2 separate regions of the Sus scrofa genome follow, and region 2 is linked to region 1. The links are chromatin contacts, called in public promoter capture Hi-C maps. All regions are on one chromosome and are shown on one strand. The core of a region is the stretch at or near the end of the contact, and the rest is flanking DNA. Distances in the headings are between cores, read along the strand shown. Region 1 overlaps GSN (a long non-coding RNA gene). Region 2 holds the start of STOM (erythrocyte band 7 integral membrane protein).

The links. Promoter capture Hi-C pulls out the DNA fragments that hold promoters and counts their contacts.
Region 2: a contact with region 1 is called in a promoter capture Hi-C map of liver, with 7 times the contacts expected there. The contact joins the promoter of STOM here to the enhancer-like site in region 1. A contact is called at or near these places in 2 of 5 promoter capture datasets (fetal liver and liver), 15 of 47 Hi-C or Micro-C datasets (alveolar macrophages, brain, embryonic fibroblasts and 8 more) and 2 of 2 datasets of contacts at active chromatin or transcription factors (alveolar macrophages and skeletal muscle).

What each region holds. Positions count from the first base shown.
Region 1 is chr1:261,364,932-261,369,582 of Sscrofa11.1, reverse strand. It overlaps GSN (a long non-coding RNA gene), which reads right to left. Exons shown (of 18, transcript XR_002337470.1): 12 at 4,644-4,651; 13 at 2,591-2,761; 14 at 1,807-1,981; 15 at 476-600; 16 at 212-289. Among named protein-coding and RNA genes, the nearest start is that of STOM, 40 kb to the left of the region's middle. Within about 2 kb of position 2,327, at least 9 of the 83 cell types and tissues checked have an H3K27ac peak or open chromatin away from gene starts, as enhancers often do. A contact at or near this core is called in liver, where this site is marked.
Region 2 is chr1:261,405,571-261,410,221 of Sscrofa11.1, reverse strand. It overlaps STOM (erythrocyte band 7 integral membrane protein), which reads left to right and starts at 2,509. Exons shown (of 7, transcript XM_021068281.1): 1 at 2,509-2,693. The coding sequence starts at 2,633. It also overlaps the pseudogene LOC110259667.

The DNA.
Region 1 (4,651 bases), core at 1,078-3,577:
GATCTGGTGTTGCCGTGGCTGTGGCATAGGCCGGCGGCTACAGGTCCGATTTGACCCCTGGCCTGGGAACCTCCATATGCCGCGGGAGTGGCCCAAGAAAAGGCAAAAAGGCAAAAACAACAACAAAAAAACCCAAAACCTAGAAAAGACAAAAAAAAAAAGAAAAAAGAAAAGAAAGGGAAAATGACTTGTAGCAGCATTCTTCACCCACCTGGTCCCAGGTGTCCAGGAGCATGACGTCATCAGTGGCCAGGTCCTCCTGCATGAGCTCGCCAGGAACCTCTTCGATCTGGGAAGGAACAGAAGAGGCGAATGAAAGCGCATGAGCTCCTTCCCTCTCGGGGTGGGCTGGCTCTACCTGCCTGTGAGGGAGCTAGCAGGCTCCAGCCTGCAGCAGTCTGGGCTCTGCTGTCTGAAGGGTTTCTCCCCAGCTCTGCTGGGAAAGCAGAGGTAGCACCCCCCAACCGGGGCTCACCACAAAACGTCCAATCTTGTTGGAGCAGGCGAAGAGGCGGGGAGGGTGGGCGTCCATCTTCTTGTCCTTCAGCCGTGGGGACGTGCGGTAGGCGGCCTTCCCGCCCAGGGCCTCCCAGAAGCTGTCTGTGAAGGGAGGTGGCACTAGTCACCAACGGACACCATCACCCCACCCCAACCCCCCCCCAGCACTTCTCCCCAGACCCCAGGACAAACCCTGCTCTCCGTCCCCACCCTCCACCTTCAAGTCCCAGGAGGCCAAAGAAGGAAGGGGCCTGAGGGATTCAAAGGTGATGAAACAGAGGCCCAGAGAGGGCAGACTTGGCAGTAGACACACAGCCAGGACTAGCTCTGGTTTGAGACTGACAACAGCACTGTGGGATGGGGATAATTATCCCCACTCAACAAATGAGGCTCAGAGAGGTCAAGCAACTCATCTAACATCACACAGCTTGTTACGTGGTGCAGCCAGGATGCCCACCTCATCTTTTCCCACTAGACCTGCTCAGCCCACAGGCGCTATTTACATTTAAATGCATTTTCTTGCCAGTCACATTTCAAGTGCTCATTAAGATAAACATGTGACGAGTGGCCCCCAGATTGGACCTGGCAGATATAGAACATGCCCATTCTCTCAGAAGGTTCCAGTGGACTGTGCTGCTCTAGACAGAACTACTCTTCCCCATATCTGCTAAGCATCAAGCAGGAGGGAGCAGGCAGAAAGACCACTCTGACCTGGGCTCTGGAAACAAAGCAGGCCTGTAGCATTTTTGTCCAGGGAGAATCTCATGATTAAGACACATCGCAGCCCCTGTGGGGCTGTTACCCTGCCTACAACCTTTCTTTTTTTTTTTTTATTACTCAAATGAATTTATCACATCTGTAGTTGTATAATGATCATAACAATCTAATTTCACAGGATTTCCATCCCACAGCCCAAGCACATCCCCCCACCCCCCAAACTGTCTCCTCCGGAGACCATAAGTTTTTCAATGTCTGTGAGTCAGCATCTGTTCTGCAAAGAAGTTCCGTCTGTCCTTTTTTCAGAGTCCACATGTCAGTGAAAGCATTTGATGTTGGTGTCTCATTGCATGGCTGACTTCACTTTGCCTACAATCTTTCAAGGCTTCCCAGCAAGTGACCATCTCCTGCAGAGCCTTCCCCGCCTGCCCCAGGCCACACTGAGCTCCTTTCTCTAACTCCCGGAGGCCTCCTCTCACTGACCGCAGCCCTCATTTTCATCCAACCCGCTGTGATTAACACACATCACGGAGAGAAACCTAAGGGCCGCATTCCCAGAGAACAGTGGGTCCCTCTGGCCTCCGCTCCTACCTGGCTCGCTGCCTTCTGCCACCTGCACAGGTTGGGCCCGAAGCACGCGGAGCAGCTCCTGGGCCCCGGTCTTCTCGGCCTCGCTGGCTCCTGTCCCCACCCACAGGTAGGCAGCCGAGGGGGTTTTCAGGACAAAGGCATCGTTGGAGTTTAGTGCGCCGGCCTTGGGGATCACCTGGGAGGACCATGCTCGATCAATCAGGAGCCAGACCAAAAGCTCTCAGACCCCCTCCTCACTGCCCGGAGATGCTGCGGCAGGACCAGCTCCTAGGTGGGGACTCGGAGGAGCACGCCCCATCAGAGCTGAGGACATGGACTTGGACACCGAGGGGCTTAGCTGACTCCCATGAGTCATTAATGCACTGTGACTAGGAATGTGGGCCGCAAGAACAGAACTGAGTGCCCAGAACAGAAGAGGTGTCAGTCCCATTCTCCGGAAGGCTGCTCAGGAGGATTGCGCTCAGGTCTGCACCTTCCACCGTGAAAGGGAGAGTAGCCAGCTGGAAGGTAATCGAGAACAAAGTCCAGAGTGTGAAGAATGGACTCCCAGCAGGGTAGTGAGCTGCCCGTTGTGGAAGGTATGCAAGATAGGGGGCACTGGGCATTCTTGAAACGAGAGGAAATCTAAGACATACAATCCCACTGCCAAAGCCGGAAGGTATGAAGAGCTGTGTGTTAACCCCTTAGCCAACCCCAACCGACCCAGTGCCCAGAGATCTGCCCTTCAAGCCTGGGAGGTTTCAGAAAGGCCAACCCTGCCCGGGGTCCAGGCCTTGGGTGTTACCTCAACGGCTCGGGTGGCTCCAGAGCTGCTGGCCCGGACCTGGAAGAGGCGGGTACTGGCGGGGGCTGTCTGTCCACCCTCGCGGGAGGTGCCACCCCTGTAGATGATCATGGGTTTCCCACCAAACAGGCTCATGAGGTGAGCGGGTTCCTTGCCTTGGACCACACGGCTCTGGGAGGGAGAAAGAGGGCAAGTCAGGAAAGGGGTGGGGGGCAGGCATCAGTCCTGTGCGGCATCAGGCTCATTGCCACCTGCTGCAGCCAGCAGGGCCCAGGCTCATCCCTCAAATGAGGTTGTCACGCTTCTGTCTATGCTCTGGGTGGAACGTGACCCTACAGCACTCGGGGGGTGGGCAAGGGAACGGGAGTTCCAGGAAGGCTGGAGATAGCACTGCAGCCTGAGGTCCCCTGGGCACTGCTCAGCCTCTTGCTTCCCATGAGGCCCTGCCTGGCTGACCCTGTGTCTAGTCTAAGAACCAAGAGAGCCCGTTTGCAAATATTCCCTTAAATGGAAGCACAGGGATTGTCCGTGGACATTCTTCCAGGATGGTGACGTCAGCCCCGGGCATGGAAGCCAGCACAGTGGTGAGGATAGAGCCTCTCAGATCTGGAGAGACCCCTCCTGCCCAGCCAGTGTCCCCCACAAGCCAACTGCAGTCAGGGGCTTGGTGGTGGGAGGGAGGGGCAGGGAGATCTCAGATACAGCATACCTGATCCTGGCTTGGGGGCCCATTTCAATTTTGGATCCCAGTGGTGACCCTGGCCCTAGCTAAGTCTAGAAGACAATCTCGCATGGACGCTGGGAGTATTGGGGTCACGTCCCAGGATGAACAACCACTGCTGGGTCAGAGCTCAGATCCCAGCTCCACCCTGATGGTGAGAACTCAGGCACGGGACTCACCCTCTCAGGTCCTTCCTCTGTGAAATGGGGTCAAGAATGCTAATCCTAAAGCTCTTGTTGAGATGAGCTAAGACAGTAATCATCCTGCTTGGCATCTGACACCCCGAGGACCCCCCAGTCATGGTCAAAGTTCGGGGCACCAACCCTGGATCCAAATCCAAACCCTGCTGGCTCCAAGGGTAGGATCGAGGAAGGAGAACTCTGGCTCCCCCGACATCTCCCCACCTGGCTCTGCTGCCCCCTAGGGCCCCACACTGTGGCCCGGTCACTGTTTAAACCCACAGATCCCTTCACTTTACAGTTATCATTTTAGCAATGTCCCCTTGTTCTCAGAGTCAAGGTCACATCCTCACTGTGACTTCTGGGTGGTCTGGTCCCTCTGATCACCTCCCCAGACTCCCATCATGGCACTCTCCCCCTCGCCTTAGTACCCAATGCCCTCTCCCACCTTGGGCCCTTAGCATAGTCTCTTCCCTCTACCTTGACTGTGCCTGGCCAACTCCTACTCATCCGTTAGGTCCCAGCTGAAAAACCCCTTCCTGGCTGGGGGACTTGTCTAATCCAATTAGATCCTACCTGGGATCTATGTGTCCTTATACTTAACACACATGTAGAAGGGGCCGTTATGGGCCAAGCGTGGCTCTAAATGTATTACAAATGTTAATGCTTCATCCTCACAGCAATCCTGGGAGACAGGTACTGCTAGTACACCTAGTTTGAGAACATAAGGGCACTGAGAAGCTAAGTGATTTGTCCAAGGTTGCCCGGAGGTAAAGATGGATTCAAACTCAAGCAGGTTGGCTCCATGTTCATCCTCTGAAAACTCCCCCACACCACCTCTCCTCTCCTTTCTCTGCAACGCCTTGTCATTTTCACGCACTGCCACAGTGCATGACATTATACATCCATGTGCCCGCATGTCTGCTGAACATCTTTCTCCCCCCTAGACTGTAAACCACATGAGGGCAGTTTGGGGTAGGGCAGGGGTGGGATCTGTATCTTCATGGCTACAGATGCAGTGTTGGGTACACGGGAGCCCTACATAAGTATTTGTTGAAAGGATGGATGGACAGATTGATGGACAGTCAGACACATGAACGAACAGAGGGACAGGGCCCAGAGTGTGACCCAAGGGGTGGTGGGCTGGGCTCACCTGGACTG
Region 2 (4,651 bases), core at 1,260-3,759, 40 kb before region 1:
ACAGACAGCAACGCAGGATCCATGCTGCATCTGTGACCTATGCCACAGCTCACGGCAATGCCAGATCCTTAACTCACTTAGTTAGGCCAGGAAATTAAACCCACATCCTCACGGATACTAGTCAGATTCGTTTCCACTGCGCCACATTGGGAACTCCCTCAAAAAACATTCTAACTTCTAACCGTTACTGGAAGAAAATTTAGGACTAAAAATCCTCCACAAAGGGAGAGGATGATACACTAATACTTATGTTTAAAGTATGTTTAATCAATACACTTATAAAGAATATGCATGAGAGGCAGAATACACCAGTGCATGGTAAGTGAAATTCAGCATTATAAAATCAAAATCTGTAAACTCCCATCTATCCTGAAAGTCATTTAAAAATCGAGTCAAAACTTGTTCTTAGTTTGGGGCCTGAAATTAGCTCCTGAACTGATGCAATCTGAAACCAGAGCCAGCAAGTGTTTACCAAAGTCTTTTTCCCAAAGGGAAAAGTCTCTTTTCTAATTCTCTAGAAGTGATGCTGTTGGGATTGCCTTGAGAATTGAACAAAGGTAGCAGGTAGGAGTACAAAAAATAAATTCATTCTGAAATATTTTCCTTTCCAGCAAAATCGAAAGCTAAATACTTTTCCACAATATGCAATTTTTAATCAAGCCCTTTTTTTTTCTGGACCCGTGGCTTATGGAAGTTCTTAGGCCAGGGATCAACCTGGAACCCATGCCGCCACAGCCACCCAAGCCGCTTCAGTGACACCAGATCCATAAACCACTGCACCACAATGGGAACTCCAAGCCCTCCTTTACTAGAGGTTTTAATTAGCTGCTTGTGCATTTGCTCCTCTTTCCTGGAAACCGCAGCATAAACAGGAAATCCAGGCCTCTGGGGCTTATTCACTGCAGAATGGAAAAAATGAAGCCATGGACTTTCTCAAGGATGATTTAGAAAGGATCATTAAATTACTGTACTCCCCTCCTTATCTTCTCCAGAAGGCTTATAAACCAAGTGACTGCACAAGCTGTATTCCACCTCCAGGAATATAAACAGCTCTTTTCCCACATGTGGCTGGAAATAAACTTGAGAGCTCTGCACCAGGCTAGTATCACATGCTAGAGTCTACACCCCAAAGCAAAGGCGATCAGCCACTCCCTAACACCTGTTACAATTGTGGGTGCTCCACTTTCTACCCTGACAACCACAAGGCAGAGCTACAACTACAGAGAAACCCTACCATTTCAATTATGTAAACACCACAGGGTTGGGTATTACACAGCCAAAGGGAGATCTTGGTGGTGATGGAACAGTGCTGTTATCTTGACTGCAGTGGTGGTTATACGAATCTATGCATGAGACAATATGGCATAGAACTATGTGTACACTTGTGCCACTCTCAACTTCCTGGCTTTGATATTACAGTTAAGTAAGACATAACCATTGGGGGAAACTGGGTAGCGGGTACACATAACCTCTCCGTACTGTCTTTGCAACTTCCTGTGAATCTGTATTTATTTCAAAATAAAATGGTTTTACAAGTGCACCTGCTGGTGCACATCACCCTGCTTTGGACGGTTTGCATTAGGACAAGTCATGGAGAATACAACAGAGCCTGGTTTTCAAATGTGAAGTTTCAGTCACCACCTAACGCAAAGCTTGAGGTCGGGGATACCCTTGCCTGTGCTTTTCCCTCCTCCTGGAATTCCCTTTCTGACCTCCCGTGTCCCGCCTGTCCCCCTTCCCAAGGCCGGCTCCTTTTCATCGTTGAGGTCACAGGTCAATGCCACCGCCTTACAGAGGTCTTTCCTTGTCCCCGTAACTAATGCAGCTGCCTTCGGCTATCCTGAGTCCCCTGCGCCCTTCCTCGAGATCTTCCCCACGTGACGATTTGGCTTGTTTGCTTGCTGGTTACCTGTGTCAATGCCACGGGGGCGGGCCCGCTCTACACCCAGCAATGAGCACGCTGCTCGGTGATGGCAGGAGCTCAGAAAGGATTGTATTTGAATAAACGCACCTCACTCGAATTCATTCCCTTAGGCTCGAGGGTGGTGGCACGGTTTCTTCCCCTCACACCATCGGTCCTCTCAGGTCAGGGCGGGCCTCGTCCCCCTCACTTTGGCACACGGGTGCCCCTCGGCCTCCTCCCCTCATTCGGACCCCACCTCGCCCAATGAGGGCACCATTTTCCTCTAAGTCTTCTGCCCAGAAGGGCGCCTTTTTCTTTTTCGTAGCCTTTTCTCAGGCCATCACTCAACTTCCCCTCCCCTCTCTCTTCAGCAGCCGCCCCCCCGGCTCCACGGCTTCTGCCTCTCCCTTCCGGTGCCTTCTCTCCCTTCCGGTGCTGCCAGAGTCCGGATCCCCTCTTTCGGGGCGCCTCGCCCCTCAGGCCACGCCCCCCAGCCCGGGGACTTGAGGGAAGCGCCCCAGAAGCGGCTGCACCGGAGGGGAGGGCGGTGGAGGGTGGGGGCGTGTCCTCCTTGGTCCTGGGCGTCGATTGGCCCGGCCTCAGGGAGGGGGCGGGACCGCTGCCTGGGTCTCGAGATCCTGAGTCTTCGCGGGGCATTCCTCTCAGCTCCTTCTCCAGCCCCGGACCTGGTGACTGCGACGCAAGAGTAGCTACTCTGGTTCGGGCAGCATGTCTGACAAGCGGCCAGCAGCGGACGCCCAAGCTCGGCGGCTCCCCGACTCCTTCAAGGGTGAGCCCCGTGCCCCTGACGAGGCCCTTGGGGTCTCCCGCCCACCCCTTAACCCTCCCCTCGGAAACTAGCCCCAGCCCAGAGGTTCCAGGACTGTGTCCAATGTTTCTTAGACAAGCGACCGCTGCCCAAAGCCGCGGTTTCCCCACTTGTGCGCTGAGGATGACGAGCCCTGCTTCTCGGGCTGGGAGTTAGGTTTAGGAATGTTAAGGTGCAGAGTGCACACCCGGTGCTCGGCACTGAGTGGAAGCGCCAACAGAGGGCGCGTCTCCGATGTTCATAGCCAGAGCAGGGGCTTGCGTTATCCAGCGGCTGCCAGATGCCAGGCCCTGTGCCAGCGCTTTCTGCTCATTATCTCGTGGCACGCACGCGGATGTGGAAATGCAAGAGAGACTGGAGGCCAGCGAGTGATGCAGCCGCGATCCAAAGGCGCACGCCACACCCAGGGCCTGCTTTTCCCTTCCCTCTTCCTCGGAGGCCAGCTCCACCACCCCGCCTTCGCCCACCCCGAGTGAGCCTCCCTCCGCCTGAACTGGAAAGAATTCCTGCTCCCCACCCTGGCCAATTTCCTATTAGCCGCAAGACAGACCTGTATGGTTTCTCCACAAGTGCCTGACATATTTGCAGAAAAAAGAAGAAAGTCTCTGTTTGGCATTCTTCCCATATCTCTTAGCAGCTTCACTTTCTGCCCCCTTTACTTCCTTTGTCCTAGGAACCTCGCCTTCAGGGCTTTTGTTCCTCACAAAGCACAAGTTCCCTACCCTATCAGGGCCTTCCCGATCTTGAAGGCAGAAATCGTGTGAGTGGCTCAGTGTGTTCCCATGTGAAGGAACTAGTACCCTTGAGAGGGGTATCACCTTGAACCTTTATGGCTAACTCCTTGGGGAGGAGGGAGGGTTTCATAAAGAGAGGCAGTAAACCCCTCTGGGTACCGGTTCCTCCCAGAGGCGCTTAGAGGTCCAAAGGAATTATTTCTAAGGATGGAATTTCAGATGGAATGATATAGTGAAAGAAATTTAAAGGACTGGGTGGGCTTTTACAGCACCGCACAAAGAACACTGTGCTGGCCGCATCTATTCTGATTATTTTGTAATTCCAGCCTTGTCCACTGATCCTGTCTTTCCCAGTTTCCCTTCACCAGCAATCTTTGTCTTTAGTTCCTTCAGGAACATCAAAGGAATTATAAAAAATCTTAATCCCTCACTTGTCTCTGCTAAGTACATTGGAGAGTTATCTTCCCAAAGCAGGGGAATGTAACAGGGAGGATGTTTTGAAGTCACAAATTTCTAAGGAATGGAGCCCTACTTTAAGTCTGAGTTTGCCCATATAAAAATTGTGCAGTCTGCCTCTTTGATAGTTGTCATTTCCTAGAAAGGGAGGTGGCAGGATCCTTTCCTCTGTGCCCTGACCTGGAGGGAGACTAAAGGGCTATGGGAACAAGGTTAGAAGTTTGGTGAAACTGCAGTGGGAAATCTGCAACCTGTAGTTCTTTTGGAATAAGCATGATCTTTGTACTTAATGTTAGTTGTTTTTCATGGTTACAGACCAACTTTCACTCCCAAGTTCTTTTTCTTGGTTCTACACTTCACTAATTTTTAGACAGAAATCTTTTAAGAATCTGATGAAAGCTATGCACCCTCTCCTCTGAAAATCATACATACAAACACAATTTTGCTTGGTCTATGTCACCTTTTTTCATTTTTCTTTAATTATTTCTTTATTTTGCTTTTTATGGCTGCACCTGTGGTATGTGGAAGTTAATCAGAGCTGCAGCTCTGGTCTATGCCACAGCCACAGCAGTGCAGGATCCAAGCTGCATCTGTGACCTACACTACAGCTCTCAGCACTGCCAGATCCTTTAACACATTGAGCAGGGCCAGGGATTGAACCCGCATCCTCGTGGACACTAATCGGGTTCGTTACTGCTGAGCCACAAGGGGACCTCCCTGTCACCCTTT